Linked DNA regions of Mus musculus: region 1 is linked to region 2. A link is a contact called in public promoter capture Hi-C data. All regions are on one chromosome and are shown on one strand. Each heading gives the region's core, a stretch centred on a gene start, on an enhancer-like site or on the middle of the called end of the contact. The rest is flanking DNA. Distances are from core to core; before and after follow the strand shown.

Region 1 (3,691 bases), core at 160-2,659, 2.1 Mb before region 2:
TGTCTTGTTGAATTAAGTATTTCCACAATACCTTATATGCTAGCTTGAGTTGCTTATACAAGGAAGCAGTAAATTGATACCCTAGTCAAAATACAGATCCACTTTTGTTAAATGTAAGTGATTTGCAAAGTTGGCTGACTTCAGAGATTTTTATACAACTGCTGGCTCTTGCTTAGGTCAGGTTTCTGAATCGTCCTTAAGAGTCTGCTCAAGTGTTTGAAAATTTGCCTCTGTCTCACAGCTGTTGCCACCAAGGCTGACAACCTGAATTCAATTTCCTGAAGCCCACATGGTGCAAGTGTAGACCTGACTCCCAGCAAGTTATCCTCTGACCTCTGTTTGTATGCACACTAATGTACATGCCCATACCATACACACACATACCGCCCCCCCCCAATAAATGTGCTAGGCCCCACCACCATACCAGAGCCCTCCTGAAGTGTACCAGGGCTCTCCTGCCTCCCAGAACCTTTGGGTTTCACTCTCCCTTGTTCAGTTCTTGGTGGTAGTGCTGAGTAGAGCAGTGAGGAGCAGTCGCTTAGCATTCTGCTCTTCCATTTCGTCTAAGTGATGATGAAGTTGTTGGAGTAGCTCTTACTTTAAACACCAGTGTAGTACATACTGGGTGAAGTGTGGCTGATCCGTGACAAGCTGTGAGCTTTTCCTATGGAAAATGTAAACATATACAGGGTCTTCTTAGAGAAAAAGACCAGTGAACCTTTTTCTTCTTACTGAGAAAAATTCATCTCACATCACATTTTAACCTTTTGTGAGCCTATGATTCAGTGTTTTTTTTTAACGCTTTTGTAACCATCACAGCAATTTAATTTCACAATGTTTTCATTAGCACCCCTGTAGTAGACCCAAAGTACCCCTCCCCCAGCTCCTGGCTATTACCAGTCTACTTCCTGTGTGGATTTGCCTGTGTGGGCCATGTTTAATGTAGTTTGTGACCAGCTTCTTTAACTCAGTGTTGGCTTTGTTAGTGCAGACTCCTGTTACAATTCACTCATATTGTGGTATATGTTGGTGTGAGTCTCCTTGACTGTCGTCCCCCCATCATATCTGGTTTTGTCTGTATCAGCGCTCTTGCCTTGGTTATTTGAAGCAGAATGTCACATATAATTCTCTTTCACTCATTGCTACCCAGCATAGCTCTGAAGTCAGGCCTTAAGGACTCTTTCTGATGTGGAGCTAGATCTGATATAATTGTGAGATTCTCTGGCCACCTTCTGCTCTTGTTTATCTGTGTTTTTGAGTCCATTTACCCACTTTATTAACTTGGTCAGATAACGTAAGCTGCTGTAATATTTTGTGTATGAAAAACAGGCAAGAGAACCTGCCGTGCTAGATGACTGGTTGGTTTTGTTTGCTTTTATCTTTAGAAGTTGCTTCCCTTTATTTCCAGTCAGAGCGCTCTGGAATGTTGAAACTGAGAGGCACTTTTGAAACAGTTTCTTTGAGATAAAAAGTTGCTCTCTTTATCTGTGGGTTCTGTGTCATGAGTCAGCTGCCTGAAACATTTGGAATAGCTGGAAAATAAGTCTACTGAACTTGTACAGTTTCCTCCTTGTCATTACTTATTAAACAACACATTGTAGCAACTGGTGGTACACAATTTACATTGTAAAAGGGACCATAGGGAATGTGATCTATCTTACAGTATAGGTCAGAATATCTAGGTTCTATGCAAATATTATACCATTTTATCTAAGGATTGTGGATATTTGTAGGTTTTAGTATACAGGGAAGCTCTCAGCTCCCATCTTCCATGGATTCCAGTGGAGGATGTTAATCTTACATCCCATCTAGCTTCCTCATTTGAGTTTAAATTCAGTTAATACGTTTGTAGAATTGTGCAGCCATTATCATAATCCATTTACAACATTTCTTTGCCTCTAAAGTCTATATCTGTTAGTATTGCCCATTTCCTTCAATCCATCTTCCATGCAAGCCATAGGAAACTTCTGTTCCCTTTCTGCTTTTTAGAGTCGCCTGTACTAGTAATTTCTTGTAATAATTGTGATAGGATCATACCATCTGTGATCTTTTGTGACTGTTTCTTTTACTTAGTGTCATTTTAAGGTTCTCCTACGTAGCATGTAGATGTAGTTCATCCCTCATTGTTGTCAGTTATATAGATAATGTTGATGGGCCCTTGGTTTAATCCATTTCGTGGCTGCCGTGACTAGTGCTGCTGTGAGCATTGCCGTAGAGAGGAGTCGTCCACGCTATCCTGCTTAGTCCTCTGTTTTGCAGATAGGTGCTCCTATGTCCCAAAGGTCACACTTTTTGTTTTAAAGAAGTGATGTTAAATGTCTTCAGTATTATTTTTAAAGTATTTTTCTCTGTAGAGGCTACTTTGTTCCCCAGTTCTAAAGCCTGATGTTTGCCTTGTGTTTGTTTCCAGGAGCTTTTGACGGGAGGCCAGCAGACTATTTATTCATGCTTCTCTTTAACTGGATCTGCATCGTTGTATCCTTCAGGGCTGCTCAGGCCATAATGAACTCCCTACTTCCCTTTTAAGGTTTTGGGAAATAGTATTCTAAAAACGATTTAAATCAGTTTTGATACCTTTTAAAAACTATAGTTAATAATGAGAATATCAGGTTCTGTCTTTGAAGCCAGGGTAAATCCCATGTTTTGGAGATGCCTTCTCTCACTGGAGTCTCTGGGATTTTTATCCATATTCAGTGGAATTTTATTGCTGTCTCCTTGAGCCCAGTTCTCTGTGTTCCCTGGGATGACAGTTTGTTGACTGAAGCACAGATATTCCATGCCAGCCACAAGACAGCTTTCTGGTTCTTTCCAGAAATTAATTTACAGCCAGCATCATTTCATGACTTCGTTGCTGTCCATCTTTTGGTCCTAAATAACAATCTAGTCCATAAAGCACCCCCCTCTGGGCATGGTCTATCTCTGTGTGAGGCACTATTGATAAGCAAACAGTTGGACCTGACGACTGTTTAAAGTTGATCAAGAGCCAGAAACATAAAGGCCTGGAATACTCCCTCTCCTTTAAGAGAATGGAGAAAAAAAAAAAAAAAAAAAAAAGCTGTCCCTGAGTGTAAGCATTTGTTTCAAATGCACAGATCTGTCTATCCTGTAGTTGAATGCTAAATAGTAAAATAGTAGTAGGGTGTAGAAGAAGATACCAGGTGAGCAGGTCATGGTGAGGCTGTTCATTTCCATGTCTCCTGCTCTACTGACTGTACTGGCGAGTGGATATTTCTGCAGTGATCAGAACTTTTGTGTGTTCCTATATCTTGAGTAATCTGATAGTTAGAAAGTGTTTTCCTTTGGAACAGTGTAGTGACGTTCACTGGAGAGAAATGAGCAGCTCAGCCTTGGTATCTATAGAATACTTTCTGCATATGATCCTTGACTTTACAAACCAAGATTACTGGCTTAGCAATGGATATGCAGGTAAGACTTTCAACTATTTGCCCTTCTGTATGTTTCAGAAGTTGGGATTACATTGAATGCATAGAATGAGAACTGATTATACTGTTAGCTAAGCCTTTGAGGCTCTTGTAGGCATATCTAACCATTGGCTTCCTTGTTCATTTCTGGCTTATGCTTGAATGCTCAGAGTAATGGTTATGCAGTATTTCCTGGGTGTGTGTGGGGTTATGTATTCATTGAAAATAGATTAGATAGTTAAGGAAAATATTTTTTTCCTTCAAATAAC
Region 2 (3,820 bases), core at 1,225-3,724:
ATTATCCAGTGAGGTATGAATTAGTAAGGCTTCTGTAACAACATAGCACTGAGAGAGAGAGGGGGAGGAGAGAGAGAGAGAGAGAGAGAGAGAGAGAGAAGAAATCTCTGGTTTGCATTAAGAAAGTATTTAGAGGTCTCATCAAGCAAGATTCCATGATTCATGGATATACGGGTCTACAGGTCCACATGAGTTCATCTTAGCTCATTCTTGTACAGTAAGTAACATTCCAAGAAATTTTAAGTTTCTCCTTTTGTGAGAGCTTTTGGAGAGTTTGAACTTGACCTTCTGGGTGTAGAGGAGTTTTGCTAATGTTGACTCTCAAAATACAGGTCTTGTTCTTTTGCTCTTGATCCATTAATTGAACTCCATTTGGTTTGCAAATAACTGCCCTGGGATTTTCCAGCCGCGATAATGATGGCTCTGAAAATAACCCCAGACTTATCATGCAGACACCCTCTATTCAAGCAGGTATCCCCTGTGCGAGCGACTCAACAGTACGATGGGAATTCACATAGAGACCCTGTTCTTCCTTTCCATATGTGCGGAATTTTTTTTCCTGAGTGGGGAAAGGAGTTGGGACACACATTACTGTGGCTATTCCTGCTTGATGGTGTAAAGTGTGTGCCTCCTTTGTTCTTAAACGATGCTTGAATGTGAATTTTGATACTGTTGGTTCATTGAATTTGTGTTTCCTTGTTTCATTTTGTTTGAGTTTAGTTTTGGTGATAGAATCTCATGACGTTGCCTGGCAGGCCCAGAATTTTCAATATTCTTGCTGTAGCTTCCTTTCTGTGTGCCAAGATGACATGCATATGTCACCATACCCAGCCTTGTCTGTCTCTCAAGTCTCAACTCTTAAGTAGCTTTGTTTATTTAAATTCTACTCTGTATGCCATGGTTTGCTTTTACATTTGTTCAATATCTAACAGTAGCACGAGAAACCACTCGTTGAATACAAAAGGATGGTCGAGAAACTATCAGTCTCAATGCTAGGATACAAGTTTCATCCTTGAAGAATTCACAGACAGCACTTAACATGGGGGCATTCTTGTTTCCTGAGCATCGTCTTTGTAGATGAACCTTATCCCACTGTGACTCGGCAGCACAAGTAATATTTACTTGAATAGCCACACATAAAGAACCAACACATACGCAGATCTTAGCAGCCCCAGGAAGCTGTTACCACCCCAGGCTTAGGAGGCAATAGAGATGAGTAGCTCTGGAACTGGGAGAGTCCCAGCTCAGATGACAGACAGGCCACTGCTCCAACATTTCTCTTCTGCTTTCACATCTTCCCATTAATGCTTCCAATGGAAGCTAGAGTCCAGGAAGCCAACATAGCATCACTTAATACGTAGAATTTGGGATCTTGGAACACAGAGCAAGTCAAACTAAGAATCTAGAGCCAAAACCAGACAACAACAAAAAATTAATTATAAGAACATAGTGTGTTTAGAATGAGACCATGTCTCAATAATGAATGGTATTGAATTTCATCTCTTTGATGTCAGGTCTGACGTATACAAATCAAGGCATGAGAACATGCTAATAACCCAAACTCTGACTTCAATGGAGAAGTCACTTTGGATAGCCCCAAATCATATGTATAGATTCTTGTTTAATAGTAAGTCACACCCCATTGTAGAGTTCCATAAAGAATTTTTTTTAAAGAAGGATGTGGTGGAACATGTCTGTAATCTCAGAACTTGGCAGAAAGATCAGAAGTCCAATGTTCACTGCCAGCCTCAAACTATGTAGTGAATTCCAGGCTGACCTGGGCTAAATGAGACTGTTTGTTTGTTTGTTTGTTTGTTTGTTTGTTTGTTTGTTTGTTTTTGAGACAAGATTCCTCTATGTAGCCCTGCCTCTCCTGGAACTTGCTTTGTAGACCAAACTGGCCTCAAACTCATAGACATCTGCCTGCCTCTGCCTCCCAAGTGTTAGGATTAAAGGCATGGGCTACCATGCCCAGCTAGAAACCCATTTTAACAATAACAAAATGATTCATTTTAACTACTATGATGCATGGAAGATAAGACAGTTTATTTGGGGCAAATTGGAAGCTATAGGAATCTAATATATCAGGAAGTGGTCAGTGTCACAAAGCTCTAAATAGGATTTGAGCGGAATACTATACTGTCCAGGGAAAGTGTAAGAGGTTTAAAGGGAACTTCTTCCAATGTGGCAAAGCCATGGGTTGCAGAAGACACAGTTAAGAAGGCTGCTGTCACCATATCAAGCTTGCTTTGGTAGTGAAATATCTACTATGAAAAGGTACTGCCTAAACAGAGAGAGAGGGAAGGAGGTACATATCAACAATGCTTATGCATCAGGAGGAACCAGATGTCCCACAAAACCTTAATACTAATTCACTTTCCTCTAAAATGACAAATTACTCACCGTCCCTTCTGTGTGACCTTTCACTCCCAGTGTGAGGTGCTCTCTTTGTCCATCTGGACTCTCGAAGTCTCTGTTAGGAAACACATAAGCAATGCCAAGCACTGCAACTTGGTCTCATTGCTGCCGTATTAGGAAACATTCGGACCACAGGAAAATGTTTCCATGTTTCCTGGAAACGAGACACCAGATCCAGAAATTGAAGCTCACAGAGCTATTTTCTCAAGCCCTCTAACAATATATATATATATATATTTGTTTCTTTATGTATTGTACAGTCATGAAAAGATGATTAACTTTCAGGCCAGGCCAGACTAGGTCTGAGAACTTGCTTTTCCATTTATTATCATAGTGACTTTTAACAATTCACTTCTTGGATTGTTTTAAGGGTCGGTGATGCTCTATGCATGTACAATAGTTAAAGGAAATAACCTGACGTTCGCCTAGCCCATGGCATACAGTAAACACTTAGCAACTTGAGCTATTTTCTCAAGCCCTCTAACAATATATATATATATATATATATATATATATATATATTTGTTTCTTTATGTATTGTACAGTCATGAAAAGATGATTAACTTTGTATTGTTTCCCTCTTCTTAGGAAAAAAAAACTATATGGCCTTACTCAGAATATCAGAAGATACTTGTAGTGTTATGAAGAAATGTTAGGAAATTTTTAGTCTCTGCTAAGTGTTGGATAGCCTATTTTGTTTGTTTGCTTGTTTTAGTTTGGTTTGGTTCTTTGTTTATTTGGTTTTGTTTTTCATTTCTTTTAAATAAATTGACAGTTATAAAGCACTGCTTCAGTCAATGAACACCACATCATGACTTTATACATTTCTGTCTGATCTTATATCTATAAAGCTGACACTCTGAAGAATAGAGTCAGTTTGAAAATAGCATCTTTAATTTCTCCAGGAAGCACAGATGTAGGCTTTTAATTACTACAGAGATGTAGGATCCTACCCAGGCTACATACAGTCTTACAGAAATACCCCCAATAAATTCTGAAGCTACAGTTTTCCCACATTACTGTCATATATGCGGGAAATAAAATTATTATAGCAAGCAGGACGGCTGAGCCAGAGTGGAAAATTGAACCTAGATATTCCCTGTTGATCCCAGAAGAGTCCCACAGTCCTGCTGGCTTCCAGGGTTTTCAGGCCTGCTGTGGTTGTTCCTGGGTACAGAGCTGTCAGATGTCCGTGTGCAACCGGCAACACTGAACATGTCCTTTGATCATTTTTATCTTCTGTTACAGATGTCCACCTTTTCTTTCTGTGTCGTTATGGGTGGGTGACTATACTATTTTGAGTCATGGGCTTATAGGTTTTGAATCCAAGGAATAGAAAAAAGCTAACTGGAATCAACCTGCATTAATCTACATGAAGTCATCAAAGACATGAAATATTATT

What was found. Promoter capture Hi-C pulls out the DNA fragments that hold promoters and counts their contacts.
Region 1: a contact with region 2 is called in a promoter capture Hi-C map of liver, with 5 times the contacts expected there. The contact joins two enhancer-like sites. A contact is called at or near these places in 2 of 39 promoter capture datasets (frontonasal cranial neural crest and liver).

What each region holds. Positions count from the first base shown.
Region 1 is chr15:57,878,784-57,882,474 of GRCm38.p6, reverse strand. Derl1 (Der1-like domain family, member 1) reads left to right here. Exons shown (of 8, transcript NM_024207.4): 3 at 2,411-2,475; 4 at 3,400-3,426. Among named protein-coding and RNA genes, the nearest start is that of Derl1, 12 kb to the left of the region's middle. Within about 2 kb of position 1,409, at least 40 of the 459 cell types and tissues checked have an H3K27ac peak or open chromatin away from gene starts, as enhancers often do. A contact at or near this core is called in liver, where this site is marked.
Region 2 is chr15:55,775,380-55,779,199 of GRCm38.p6, reverse strand. All of the region lies in intron 2 of Sntb1 (syntrophin, basic 1), which reads left to right. Among named protein-coding and RNA genes, the nearest start is that of Sntb1, 130 kb to the left of the region's middle. Within about 2 kb of position 2,474, at least 4 of the 459 cell types and tissues checked have an H3K27ac peak or open chromatin away from gene starts, as enhancers often do. A contact at or near this core is called in liver, where this site is marked.